Linked DNA regions of Triticum aestivum: region 2 is linked to region 1. A link is a contact called in public Hi-C data. All regions are on one chromosome and are shown on one strand. Each heading gives the region's core, a stretch centred on a gene start, on an enhancer-like site or on the middle of the called end of the contact. The rest is flanking DNA. Distances are from core to core; before and after follow the strand shown.

What was found. A called contact is a pair of places that touch in the nucleus more often than the background predicts.
Region 2: a contact with region 1 is called in a Hi-C map of leaf, with 5 times the contacts expected there. The contact joins the promoter of LOC123071299 here to the promoter of LOC123071298 in region 1. A contact is called at or near these places in 4 of 5 Hi-C or Micro-C datasets (leaf, root and an unstated tissue) and 1 of 1 datasets of contacts at active chromatin or transcription factors (leaf).

What each region holds. Positions count from the first base shown.
Region 1 is chr3B:618,605,423-618,612,574 of IWGSC CS RefSeq v2.1, reverse strand. LOC123071298 (calcium-dependent protein kinase 3) reads right to left here and starts at 3,203. Exons shown (of 7, transcript XM_044494826.1): 1 at 2,366-3,203; 2 at 966-1,109; 3 at 727-879. The coding sequence starts at 3,032.
Region 2 is chr3B:618,831,564-618,838,715 of IWGSC CS RefSeq v2.1, reverse strand. It overlaps LOC123071299 (jasmonate-induced oxygenase 2), which reads right to left and starts at 3,358. Exons shown (of 4, transcript XM_044494828.1): 1 at 3,250-3,358; 2 at 2,269-2,813; 3 at 596-932. The coding sequence starts at 2,798.

The sequences.
Region 1 (7,152 bases), core at 1,954-4,453:
TCCTAGTACTACTCTCGCTCAAATGGGTTTCATACCCATGGGACTGGCTAGTTTCTACGTTGGCTCGCCAAGCCTATCACAACCCTCCTCCTTTACCCGGGCTTGGGACCGGCTATGCCTAGAAGACATAGGCACAAATGTGTGCTTCAGATGGACAGATAAAATTAACACACAGACTTCAGGGTTGTTTACCAAGTCTGTATGGCAAACAAGCCCGTATTTATGAAGTAACTCGAAATTCAAGTACTTCACATCAGATTTACACATGTAGTACATGACAACTTGAAATTCAATTAGTCCAGAGTTATAGATGAAGTACATGAAAAAACTTGAAACTTCACAGTTACTTCAGAGCCACCATGATCATCAAATCGGGAAGCTAATTAATGCACATGGGCTGTGCTATTTCGGTCATTCCACATTGCATTAACGGCTAAAACGGACGGTAAATGCTAAAATGCAACAGCAGTGGCAAAACCATAAAAGGAACAAACAGAACTGTGATATTTTCCTAATTAAACAGAAAGTAACTGCATGGCCATAATTCCAGACGAGACTAGTGGCACTGACATAAATTTCTATGGGTAGATTCTGACATGATGCTATATTTCTGAAAGGAACAGAAATGAAAAATGTGGAGTTTTACAGTGGCAATTACTGACCACTGAACTGAATAGTGTCTGGAGGGAAGTAGGCAAGAAGCATAACAGTGTGCCATGTACATACCAAGAACCTGCTTTGCAGTTAACCTGAGCTTTGGATCTGGTTCCAACATACGTCGAACTAAATCTTTAGCATTTTCCGATACATTAGGCCAGGGTTCCCGCTTAAAATCGATATTTCCACGAAGAATAGCTTGTGCTACCCCTTGTTCGGTCTCTGCAATATTTTCATGTAAGCTTTCATGAAGAGTAAACATAAAGGCATAAAGCCAATGACGGAGAAGGTTTGAGTTAAGGTAGTACCGGCCCAAAACGGAGGAACTCCACATAGTAAAATATATAAGATAACCCCGGCACTCCATATGTCTATTTCCGGTCCATAGTTTCTCTTCAATACTTCGGGAGCCATGTAATAAGGGCTTCCAACAATTTCTGAAAACTTTTCACCTGCAAAAAGTAACACATAACGAAAGATTCAGATGAAAATAGATCACTTTCTGTACAAAAAGGCAGTGTGCAATCGCTGTAAATCAACAACATTGCTAGCAACGCTACAAGGTTGCATTTTAGGAGCAGACTATGGCACGACGAACAGAGCGCGCAAACCACCCAGTGGTCCATTCGACGTCAGCAAAGCACATCAACGCCCGTAGCACATGGCAGCACGACGTATGATGAGACGGTGTGGGAGCGCATCGGGCCGGAGACCATTTTCCTATTGTTCGCACTTTATTTTATGGTTTTATCTTACTTATCTACACCCCAAGTCCCAACCAGTAAGCATACTTGATAAGCTATGATCACTACTGGTTTTTAATTGTCACTGTCAGGACGAACTGCTCACGTGAATAGTACTTCCTAGACTATGATTACTTTTCTTATTTATAAGATTTGGTATGAGTTGGTTCCTTGCATTATCTCATAGGATTTGGTTGCCACGCATTCTCTACATAAAGGACGGAACTGTAACTCCAAAATTAAGTAAAATGGAAGACACACGATCCATCCCCTTGTCCTAAATCCCCTCTCGTCCATTAAGCCATGCTCTAAGACCCAGACCCTGTCAGTATGGTAGATACATCCAGCATCCCCTCCTAAATCGTAATAATTTCAGTGTTATATAATTTATCCTAAAGTACTCATCTCACACTGAAGAACTGAATGTATTCGGTGCAAAATGACTAAATTTAGCAACAACTGACGTTCCACCACTTGCTTCTTCCGATTCCTAGAAGTAGTAGGCTGACACTAGAGACGTCCTAGATCTTGGACCTAAAGCACCAAACACAGATCCCACAACACGATGTTCAGCAAACCAAATAATCGAGGCTAAATCAACAGCATAGAGGGTTGACATTGAACTAATGCCATATCAATCCAAATAGCGGAGTAAAGGTGATGCATATACATTATCCACTTGGTTGGATACTCCAGAATCTTGCCTTCAAAATACTAGCTACAGTCGCATTCGCTGGCCTACCCAAATTCCTTCCGATAATCCTAAGTTCTGAATGAAAGAGACACCAACCAAGCAACGGCATTCATCTACTGGGATGTCCATTGCCAGCACTCCACCTAAGACTAAGAGAGTCCATTAAACCCATAAATCCCGCCATGTTTTGTTTTTTTATTCATCCAGAAATGCAGATTCTCCCAAATTGGGAAACGGATCTAAGATTCCAGTCCAGGGGGGCTTGGCTTACCGGGCTTGAAGAAAATGGAGAGGCCGAAATCGATGGCCTTGAGCGGCGAGTTCTCCTTCTTGTTTGCGAAGAGGAAGTTCTCGGGCTTGAGGTCCCGGTGGATGACGCCGTGGCGGTGGCAGAGTTGCACGACCTCGACGATGGTGCGGGTGACGTTGGCGGCGGCGCGCTCCGTGTAGTGTCCCCTGGCGACGATGCGGTCGAAGAGCTCGCCGCCCTCGCAGAGCTCCATGACGAGGTGCACGGCGCCCTCGTCCTCGCACGCCTCCCGCAGCGCCACGATGCTGTGGCTCCGCGGCAGGTGGCGCATGATGGCCACCTCCCGGCGCACGTCCTCCACGTCGACGGGGGTGCGCAGCTTGCGCTTGGAGATGGACTTGCAGGCGAGCTGCTCCTTGGTGTCCCGGTCGACGCAGAGGTACGTGACCCCGAACTCGCCGCGCCCCAGCTCCCTGTCCAGCAGGTACTTGTCGTCGATCCCGCCGATGAAGTCGCAACCCTCCTCGCCCAGCACGGCCAGCCGCTTCTGCCCGCCAGTCCCCGCGGCGCCGCTCCGGGGCTGGTGCGGCTTATTCTTCTTGGCGGCGGCGGCGGCGGAGGCGGGGAAGTGCGAGGACTTGACGTCCTCCCGCGCGGCGGCGGCCGGCGAGCGGCAGCAGTTTCCCATGGCCGCGCGCGGGGATCAGCGGGGCGGGGGGCTAGGGTTTGTACGGCATTGCCCGGCTGGGGCGCTGGGTTGGGGAGAAGGGGAGAATTGAAGGGCGCTCGCTCTACTCTACCGTCTACTCTGCCAGCGGAGAGAGCCTACACGCGGAGGGAGGGAGGCAGGGGCAGGCGGACAGGGAGGGAGTAGAGGAGCAGTAACTGGGTGTGCGTGTGTCGCCGGGTAACGCAAGCAACGGTATGGCGGGGGACGCGTAGCGATGGATGGGGGCCTTCGCGCGTACGAAGCGGCGGGAGCCGTTTGGACGCGCGTGTGCATGACCGGTGGGGCGTTGGCGCTTCTGGGTCCGTTTCCGGGTGCGGCTTGCGGTTCAGCGGCGGGGGGTTTGACTGCGCCCGCGGCGAGAGAAAATAGGGGGATGCCGTGGCGTCACTCATTTTCTCTTTTCTTCCCTTGAAGATTTGCCGTTGCACACACGTAATGGAGTGGCACAAAATATGTGTTTTAGCACAGACAAAATATACTCCCTCCGTAAAGAAATATAAGAGCGTTTAGTGTTCTAAACGCTCTTATATTTCTTTACATAGGAAGTACTAAATAGCGGAGTATTATGTACTGCGAATTTGTCTGCAGCTTTGGAATCTTACCTGTAATTGGAACTACAAATTTGCGTGTGTAAAGGTTTCAAAGTTGGGCAGTAGGGCCATGGCTTTCCAAGCATATATGGCAGGAACTGAAACAAGAAAGCTAAGGTACAGTGCAGTGGGCTTTTCGGGAGATTGTTGGATTGAACGGGACGTGAGAAAGCGACTGCGTGTGGGATTTTATGGAGGATGAAGACCAGTGCACGGAAAAAAAATGTAATCTAGATATTAATTCGGGGAATCATCGTGTCATTAAGCATTGGCTATGCTATTGATTCGTGAAATCAGCTTATCATTATTTTTTTGACATCAAAATCAGCTTATCATTTTCCCGCAAAAAGAAAAGAAAAACAGCTTATCATTAAGTTAGGCTAGGCTATGAGTGTACCACGACTGTGTGGCTGCATCGAGGACCACCATGTATTGAGGATCTCTCGCCTCAGGATTGTAGCTGTGTTAATATGGAATAGACTCTTTTTTTCCTCGCAAAAAAAAATAACTAAGCTAGGTACATGTGATTTGAAGGTAACGTTTCCTCTCCTCTATCATTTTCTTTGTGAAAAAAAATCAAATTTGTTATAAAGTGCACTCAAAGTACAAAGTACCTCAAACGTAATAAAAAATACATGGAGATCTCGAGACCATTGAAGGACCACTACAGCCGTCAGAACGAGCCGTTGATGTGTCGTTGTCGCTGCTCCTTTAGCGGAGGCGACTTGACCTTGTCGATGACAGCCGGGGATTCTTCGTGCATGTGCCCCTAAGGACTAGCGTCCTGGAGTCGCAGTAGTTGCCGCCGAACCCTTGCATAAATCTAAAACATCTGACACCAAATCTCGCCACAGGACGAGAAACTCTTACCTTACCGCCCCAAGGAGACGGCAACTCCATCGACTACGTCCAAATGGACGAACTCAAGGGGGGTTGAAGCTCAGAATACAATGTCGAAGAAGAAGCATCGTCATCCACCCGAGCGCCGCACCTGTGAGGAATAAAAACCTAACATAAACTACTAACAGAAACGAAAGACTAGGATTCCCTTCCCCATCACTCGCCACCTGAACGGCAGGCGGAGAGGAGATCGAGGTGAATCCATGAGCTCGCTGGTGAATCCTGGAGGGGAAAGTTTGTCCTAGCGGTCTAGGGATAGGGGAGGAAACAAGAAGTGCAAAACAACAACTCATGCTTTTCACACAGCCACAAAACTCCCTAGCATCGGCGCGGGTGGTTGTCATGTCGAGAAGGATTATGAGCAAAGATATTCGTTGTCGAAGATGTCTGCGCTCCACCGTTTGATAGATCCTCCAGGTCGCGGGCAACAACGACTCAAGGTGGTTGCTTTTCTCGCGGCAACAATGGAGGTCAGCTTGTTGCCATCACTTCACAAAATCCCTCTCAAGAAGATGTCCAACAATTTTCATAATAGGGGAAATTTTGTTTTTTGTCAATTTTTCTTATGCCACTCTATATTTTGTCATTTCACTTTTGCCACTCTTAGTTTTTGACAATTATCACAATTGTCATTCCTGTGGCAAAAGCAACATTTTCAGACTGGCAATTTTGATAATTGTCAAAAGCTAAGAGTGGCAAAAATAAAATAAAATTATTTTTCTTTTGCCACAGAAGGCAATTGCGATAATTGTCAAAAACAAAGAGTGGCAAATGTGAAATAACAAAATTTACAGTAGCATAAGGAAATTGGCAAAATCTAGAGTGGCAAAAACAAAACTTTCCCTTTCATAAAACCACAAATAACTATCGTTTACGGGAAGTTGAAGCAAAGACATCTCTCCAACAGATCATGTACCCCTCCCCCCTCCAAAAAATATGGGATCCCGTAAAAGCGCCTCCACAATCCCACAAGTATACGGAAAGATAGTCCTTCCCGTAATTTTTGCAGATTAAAACTTCAACAACCGCCATGCCACACTTGTCGCCGCCGCCTGCTACCTCTTGAGCACTGCGTTGGTTTTCCCTTGAAGAGGAAAGGGTGATGCAGCAAAACAGCGTAAGTATTTCCCTCAGTTTTGAGAACCAAGGTATCAATCCAGTAAGAGGCTACACGCAAATCCCTCGTACCTACACAAACAAATAAGAACCTCGCAACCAACACGATAAAGGGGTTGTCAATCTCTTCACGGCCACTTGCAAAAATGAGATCTGATAGAGATAATAATAAGATAAATATTTTTGGTATTTTTATAATATAGATTGGAAAAAAAGTTGCAAAATAAAATAGATCGGAAACTTATATGATGGAAAATAGACCGGGGGGCCATAGGTTTCACTAGTGGCTTCTCTCAAGATAGCATAAGTATTACGGTGGGTGAACAAATTACTGTTGAGCAATTGATAAAAAATGCATAGTTATGAGAATATATAGGCATGATCATGTATATAGGCATCACGTCCGTGACAAGTAAATCGAAACGATTCTGCATCTACTACTATTGCTCCACACATCGATCGCTATCCAGCATGCATCTAGAATATTAAGTTCATAAGAACAGAGTAACGCATTAGGCAAGATGACATGATGTAGAGGGATAAACTCAAGCAATATATATAAACCCCGTCTTTTTATCCTTGATGGCAATAATACAATACATGCCTTGCTGCCCCTGCTGTCACTGGGAAAGGATACCGCAAGATTGAACCCAAAGCTAAGCACTTGTCCCATTGCAAGAAAGATCCATCTAGTTGTTGGAAATATGCCCTAGAGGCAATAATAAATGATTATTATTATATTTCCTTGTTCATGATAATTATTTGTTATTCATGCTATAATTGTGTTATCCGGAAATCGTAATACATGTGTGAATATATAGACCACAACATGTCCCTAGTAAGCCTCTAGTTGACTAGCTCGTTGATCAACTGATAGTCATGGTTTCCTGACTATGGACATTGGATGTCATTGATAACGGGATCAAATCATTAGGAGAATGATGTGATGGACAAGACCCAATCCTAAGTATAGCACAAGATCGTGTAGTTCGTTTGCTAGAGCTTTTCCAATGTCAAGTATCTTTTCCTTAGACCATGAGATCGTGTAACTCCCGGATATCGTAGGAGTGCTTTGGGTGTACCAAACGTCACAACGTAACTGGGTGACTATAAAGGTACACTACAGGTATCCCCGAAAGTGTCTGTTGGGTTGACACGGATCGAGACTGTGATTTGTCACTCCGTATGACGGAGAGGTATCTTTGGGCCCACTCGGTAATGCATCATCATAATGAGCTCAATGTGACCAAGTGTTTGGTCATGGGATCATGCATTACGGTACGAGTAAAGTGACTTGCCGGTAATGAGATTGAACGAGGTATTGGGATACCGATGATCGAATCTCGGGCAAGTAACGTACCGATTGACAAAAGGAATTGTATACGGGGTTGCTTGAATCCTCGACATCGTGGTTCATCCGATGAGATCATCGAGGAGCATGTGGGAGCCAACATGGGTATCCAGATCCCGTT
Region 2 (7,152 bases), core at 2,109-4,608, 230 kb before region 1:
ATTAATTGTCCGTGCCGTGCATGCATGCATGTGCGCGCTTGTTGTTCGGTACTACGTACACGGATCGTGGTGTGATCCGCCGGCCAGAACATGCATGAGTCTACGTCCGAGGGAGGCACGTAATTGCTTCAGAAGACAAAAGTACGTATGCAGTGCCGTAATGGAGTGATTATAATACAGTTTTGCTAGAACTCATTTAGATGAGATATAATTTGATCTCATTCACCTTTTATAATCATTGGATGTGATGCTATAAGATGCGTGTATGCTGACGTGGGTTGTATTTGTTCTTGTTTTAAAAATGAATGAGATCAAATTATATCTCATCTAGATGAGTTCTAGTAAAACTGTATTAGGGAGTATAATAATCGGCGCATTTTATGGCCGGCCGGCCACCGTCCATGCATGTGCGCGCGCGAGCTCTCATGCCGGCAAGTCTGAGTCAACTCCAGGAACGGCTTATTTAACTGCTGACCGTGTGGCTAAGAGATACGTCCGATCGGCCTTTTGCTTCTCGAAGCCGAACGGCACATGGATATACAGACGCTTGCATGCATGCACATGCAGACTAATCATACGTACGATGGGTATGTACCTGGATCTGGTCGCCGACGTTGACGATGAAGGCGTCGTCGCGGACGGGCTGCACGGTGACCCACTCGCCGTCGGCGCGGCGGACCTGCAGGCCGCGGACGTGCTCGTCGGCGAGGAGCACGGTGAGGACGCCCGGGTCGGAGTGCGCCGAGAGGCCGAGCGTGAGGTCCGGCTGCGGGCACCGCGGGTAGTAGTTGGCGCGCAGGCACGCGCCGCACTCGGCCCCGCCGAACTCCTCCTGGAACCGCGCCTCCTCCAGCCCCAGGCTCGCCGACAGCACCGTCATCAGCACCTCGCACAGCCTCGTCACCTCCCGCCCGTACTCCTCCGACACCTCCCTGCAAACACACACATGCATACATATCATGTCAGTGAGAGTACGTGTACGTGTACGTGTATTTTTTCAAGCTAGACGACGAAAATGAAGTACAACCAAAACAGTGATTCTGCACGTGTAGAACTGTTGTTTTTAGGTCAACCGGGTACATCCGTCTGTTGCTATGCTTAGCTGGCAGGCTTGGAATAGTAGTCGGCACACTCTTGCCGGCCGGCCCTGACGCTTTTGCATGAAAGAACCTTTCGCCTACTTTCCGTCCCATGCACGTGTTGGATTTCATATATGTTGACAAAGGTGCACGAAATGAATCTCCTTTTGTGGACACCCTATTTTTTAAGTAACAATGGCTATTACGTCTACTGTCTACATGTACCGCAATCAATACTTTCTTTTTCACGTCTACATGGACTGCAATCAGTACATATTTACGTATATCAATGTACTGTTCTCATATTTAACCTGGCCAAACGCTGATCATAAGTTTTGTGGAGATTGAGTTAGTAATATTTGGACATGGTGGGTGGTATGTCACTCCACCTCATATACATATTCTATTTGTTGATTATATATTGTTCTCCCTAGCCCAGTGGTAGGGGAGTTGTGGTATGTTCATGTTGACCGTCGTTCAATTTTCACCAGGAACAGATTCTGGTAATCTTAAAGTTGTACTAAACCATCGACAATTATTATGGATCGAAGGGAGTATATCTTTTTTACTAAGGGAAATTCTAGTATATCGTAGACTTTTGACTTAATTAAATCCCCCGATGAGAATCGATCCCGTCATGGCTGGCTTGTAACTAATTTCAAGGGAGTTTAAATCACTACAAAAAAGTTAAATTCTTGTCCCTATGAGATTTACCACTTTGAACTTGAAAACACAACTCTGGCCACTATTTTGTGTTCAACTATAATAATTATTAAAATCCAACTAAACTATGTTTCACGAAAGTGTAGTAATTTTAAGTCCAGTCTATGCATATTAAGTACTCCCTCCGTCCGAAATTACTTGTCATCAAAATGGATGAAAATGGATGTATCTAAAACTAAAATACATCTAGATACATCCATTTCAATGAAAAGTATTCCCGGACGGAGAGAGTACAAGATACTGAAAGTCAAAGTTCTTAAATTTTGAATTAGTCAAGTTCATAGGAGCTGCAATGAGTACAATGGTGTTTGTCAAATTTCTAGTGGGATCAATCGTCGTCGTGTAATTACTTCTCAGCCGCCGAGCGAGGGCACCATGCATGCAGACGAATCAGCACATGTGCAAGTACTAGTAGCCAGCAAGAATCTTGTGAAAAATCAAAAGGCGGGGATCAGCGGGAACATACTTGCAGATGCCGGGGTTGGTCGGCCAGTACTTATCCGGGCTCTTGGCGGCCTCCGGCGCGAGGTGGAGGAAGTAGTAGTCCCCCCAGTCGAGGGGCCCGCCCTTCTGGACGCCCACCCGGCTGCCGTACCCCTCGTACGTCCGCGGCTGGTTGGCGTACTGCTGCTTCGCCGAGATGGGCAGCCGGAAGAAGCCGCGCCAGGCCTCCCGCACCGCGCGCATCAGCTCCGGCGCCACCCCGTGGTTCACCACCTGGAAGAACCCCCAGTCCCGGCACGCCGCCGCGACGGCCTCGGTGATCAGGCCGTCGATGCGGCCGTCGTCGGCCGCGAGGAGCTCGCTGAGGTCGATGACCGGAATGCTGTCGTCGGAGGGCTCGTGGAGGACGTTGCCGGCGGCGGCCAGGTGCTGCTGCGCCGGGCGGTCGCGCTGCGGCTTGACGTAGCAGCCCGGGATTGCGGCCAGGCCGCTCTCCGCGACCGCCTGCACGCGCACGATGGGCTCCGGCCACTCCTGCATGCAGTCCGCCATTGCGCTGCCACCTGCCTATGGAACAGTGAAAGAGTGAGTAAAAGTGGGCACAGAAAAAGGCAACCCGACGACTATGCACACGCACACCGGCTGCCGGCCTGAGCCGCGTCTCGGCACATGCACGCAAAGCAGACGAACACGATGGGAACATAGCTAGCTAGCCAATTAAACGAGTGATGAACCACGAGGAGAGGAGAGGAGACGGATGGAAGAATTAAACGGCCGGGGACAAAGCACGAGCACTGCTCATGGGAATGCTACGGATGAGCGATGACGTCTCGTGGACGGTCGATCTCGATCGTGCATGGCACCGATGGCGAGAGGAAGGTATGGGCAGCCACTAGCTAGCGAAAGCTTGATGGTTCATGGCGCTATAGCCATTAAACACGGTGACTAGCACGAGGATACGAGCTACAGCACAAGGGATCGAGAAGCTAGGAAAGGCACGTACGATCGGCGTGCAGGACCGGAGACAGTTAAGCCGCGATCGAGTGTTGTGCTCGAGCTTGGACGAACTGGAGCTGTGGAACGTGCGCCTCGGCTGCTTAACTCTTCGCTTACCCGGCGCACGACAGGGGTATATATAGGACGGGAGAGGGAGAGAGAGAGAGAGAGATTAAAGCCCGGATCAGCCGCAAACTCTTGCGGTTTGTTTAATTTGTCTTTTCCATGGAGGAACGGCTGAGCCAATCTGATCTGGGTGGCCGGCCGGCCGCAGCGCGCACAGCTGGGTCACAGCACGGGCAAGGCAGGGGCCCAGACCCAGACCGGAGCGGCCGGAGGGAGAAACGTGGTTTTTGTGTGGGAATTGGGATTCGTCGCGGTCGAGCGAGATGGGGGCCGCCTAGCTTGATGGCGACCGGCCTGCCGGGAGAAGAACAACGCAGCTGGCGATACCGCGCTGCAAGCTAGCTCCCGCTCGATCGGATCAAACTTGATTAAATGTTGTTCAACTCACGGCAGCAGTGGTACGAACGAGCCAAACAATTTGTGCCGCCACGTTTTCAGGTTTGACAAGACAAAGTCAAATACTAGTACTGTTATTACTACCGATTAGAACTAGTAGTACGTACTCTATTCGTTGAATTTATTCAGATGGGTCGACAAATCAAAACAGTACCAGCAAATTTATTCCAAACTCAGTAATTTATATTTTGGTCCCATCTTGGTGAGTTTGCCCCTGCCTAAAATGTCAGGTGGTTGTTACTTGGTTACGAACCTAGGGTTCCAGTCGGGGGCCTCACGTGGAGTGGACGGTGTTGTCCCGATGGTGGGCGCCGTTCCCTATACTTGTTGGCCGCTTCACCTCGGTTGCGTGTATGGTGAGGCGGGGCTTGATTTAGGCGTCATGCCCCCCCCCTCCCCCTCGCGTCCTGTGACCTTCTTGTGCCAGATTTGAAACGGCGCCCCTGTCGCATGCAGCCGCCTCCTCCACATCATGTCCGACCGGATCCGACAATTGGCTGCGCGGTTGTGGGGTGGGGAGTTCTAGATCGGGGTAACCCCTTGGACGGCGGCGACAACCTCTACATTGGCAGCGCTCCGGGCGTTGTTCACCTTCTTGAAGGGGACACTGAGGTCTATCCCTCCCTCCTTCCCCTGCACCCGGGTGAAAACCCACAACTTCGATTTGGCCAATGGCGACACCATTACCTTTCTTGAAGGCACCATTTTGGGTCTGTTGGGAGGCGTGTAGATTGCTTGCGTGCTTGGGGTGCTCATGGTGGCGGTGATTTCTTCTTTCAGTGGTGACACTTTGTCGTGGATGACCGGTTCCTTCCTCTAGTCGCTGTTATCCTCCGTGTGGACATGTCTGTCTGGCGAATCTACGCCCACAAGCCTAGAGGGGATAGGGGTCCCCTCTACGAAGACGAGGACACGACAATAGTTGTGAAATGGTGGTATTGGCGAGTTCTAGCTCCTCCTGGTGGCTTCGTTGCTCAATTCCTTGTTATGTCTTCTTGAGACGCTCCCATTCTATAGCTAGCGTCTTTGAAATGCTTCATTGGGGGGGAGGGGGGGGGGGCAACTTGTATCCTCGGGTGTTTGCATGTTTGGATGGTCGCGTCCAATGCCTTTCTCCCGCCTGACATTAATTTGATCAAGCTATTCAAACCTGGATGTGAAGACATGGTCCTTGTGAGAGTTGGCGGCGGCTTTCTACGTCTTCTTCATGGCTTTAGGTGCAATGAGATCCTTTTCGGTAGAGTGACTCCCCTCAATTCAATTGTTTGGTCTTCAAGTCGTAGTCTTTTCGGCAACGAGGAGGACAAGGCGCCACCGCAATAGCGTCAACCGATCCTCAACAGTCGTGCCCCCTCTTGGAGGTCGTGGTGACAGACGAGGAGTTCATCCGTCAGATAGAGCTATTGATGGCGCGGTCACTCCGAGAGTGAGGTCTGGTGCTGCCCTTTCCGTCGCGCTTCCGCGTCAAGCAGAGCGTGTGTCACCCTTCCGCCGCGTGAAGCAGGAGTCGACCTCGCCTCCCTGTCGCGTGCAGTGAAGCAGGAGATGCAGTCCCCGCCGCACTTAGCGACAAGCAGGGGCTGGATTATTCAACTTTGATTTGAAAATGTATGCGGGAAGCTTTGGACGGCCGGTTCCTGTTTCAGTGTCCCTACCAGTCAGCAGATGAATAATGTGTCGTGTTTGAGGGCCAGCGTTGCAGATGCCTTAAGACTTTCCCGAAAAAAAGAGACTTGGTTGCATATTGCGTCGGATTGTATCTTGGACGTGTTAATCTTGGATTATGCCGAAAACTAGTTGAACAAAGCAGCAATTTCCCATTAAAAAAAAGGGCTCCTCGTGAGTGTTGGCAAAGCAGTGTTTATCAACTATGTTCGCAACATTGTGTTTGAAGGTTGGTAGCCAAACAAACAAGTCACCTGAAAAGCATTTCCACGGATATTGAAAGGATCACATGACGAAAAAGTCCCCCGCGTCGCTCCGCAGGGGCGGCTCGGGCGGAGACCAAGCCGCGACTTCCGCCGCCCCCTCCCCTCCTCCCCTCCTCCGCCGCCGCCGGCACGCGTCGCCGGGCAAAGCCCCGGTGGTGGCTGGCGGCGGCGGGCCCTCGCTCCTGCACGCGGCGGTTGGTCTTGTGCGTGACCTCGGTGGTGCGTGCGCAGCGGCGTCGCGCGCGGCGCCGTGCTCCGGCGGCGCTCCGGCTTGTGCAGCGGCCTCTTGGTCGTCCGGTGCTCGGCGGTTGGTCGTCACGTGGCCCTGTGCCCCCCTGGTTGCTGGGTGGGCCGGCGTCGGGCGCCCCTGCGCGGCGCGGGTGGTGGATCTGGGCGGTTGCGCTCCCCGGGCTCGTCCCGGTGTGTGCCGTCGTCTTGGCGAGGCCGCGGCGTGCGGGGCCGGATCCGGCAGGCCCCTGCCCGGATCTGTTGGGTGGCGCTAGTTTTCCTGCTCCCTCGACGGCAGATCGGATTTTCTCTAACTTGGCGTTCGCGTTCTCTCGGCGTGGTGGTGCTCTGTATTGCGCCTGGTTATGCCTGGAGCTCCCCGGTGTGGTGCTGGCCGGCGTTGTTCCGTGCTCCACCGTTGGCTGCCCCTTCCTCCGCCTATCGTCCTATTGCGGTTGCACAGGTCGGCAAAATCCTTGGCCTGCAGATGGCAGCCATGGATGCGGCTTGCTCTCCACGCGGGGGGCAGCCGTGGGCGGGTTGGAAGGGCCCCCTTGTCCCGCTGTCAGCGTTGATGGGTGCTGTTCGTCGAGTTGGCGAGCTCCATGGCTTTGCTGTGGCGGCCATGGATGCGGTTCCTCTCACCCGGGAGGGCCGTGGCTTGGGGGTTGGCCGTCTTCCCTTGTCTTCGTCACTTCTTCAGTGTTCTTATTGTTCGTGCTCAGGTGCCCCCTTCATGTGTCTCTGCTGTGGCGATGCCTATGTGACTACACGGGTGGCACACAGGTGTTGTGGCGTCGTCTCGGCTCACGTAACCTTTCGATTGCGCCCCACGACACAGGTGGTGTCGCGGCGTTGGGCAGTCTCGGTTGCGCGGCGTTTTTCGATTACGTCGACGATGCAGTGTCTTGGTTTGGTCTACTAGGTGATGCCCTTCGGCCTTGTCGGTGGCACACAGGTGTCGTGGTGTCGTCTCGGCTCGTGTGTCCTTTCGATTGCATCCCACGGCACAGGTGGTGTCGCGGCGTTGTGTACTCTCGGATGCGCGGCGCCTTTTGATTGCATCGATGGTACAGTGCCCTGGCTTAGTCTCGGCTGTCCAATGGCGTTCGACTACTTTGGCGGTGCTCTTGTTGTGTTGTCTGTTCTTTTCCTCTTTGTTTCTCCCCCGTTTTGTGTGTTGTATGTGTGTGTCTTTTTTCTTTATCTCTTCTCCTCTTGTGCCCCCT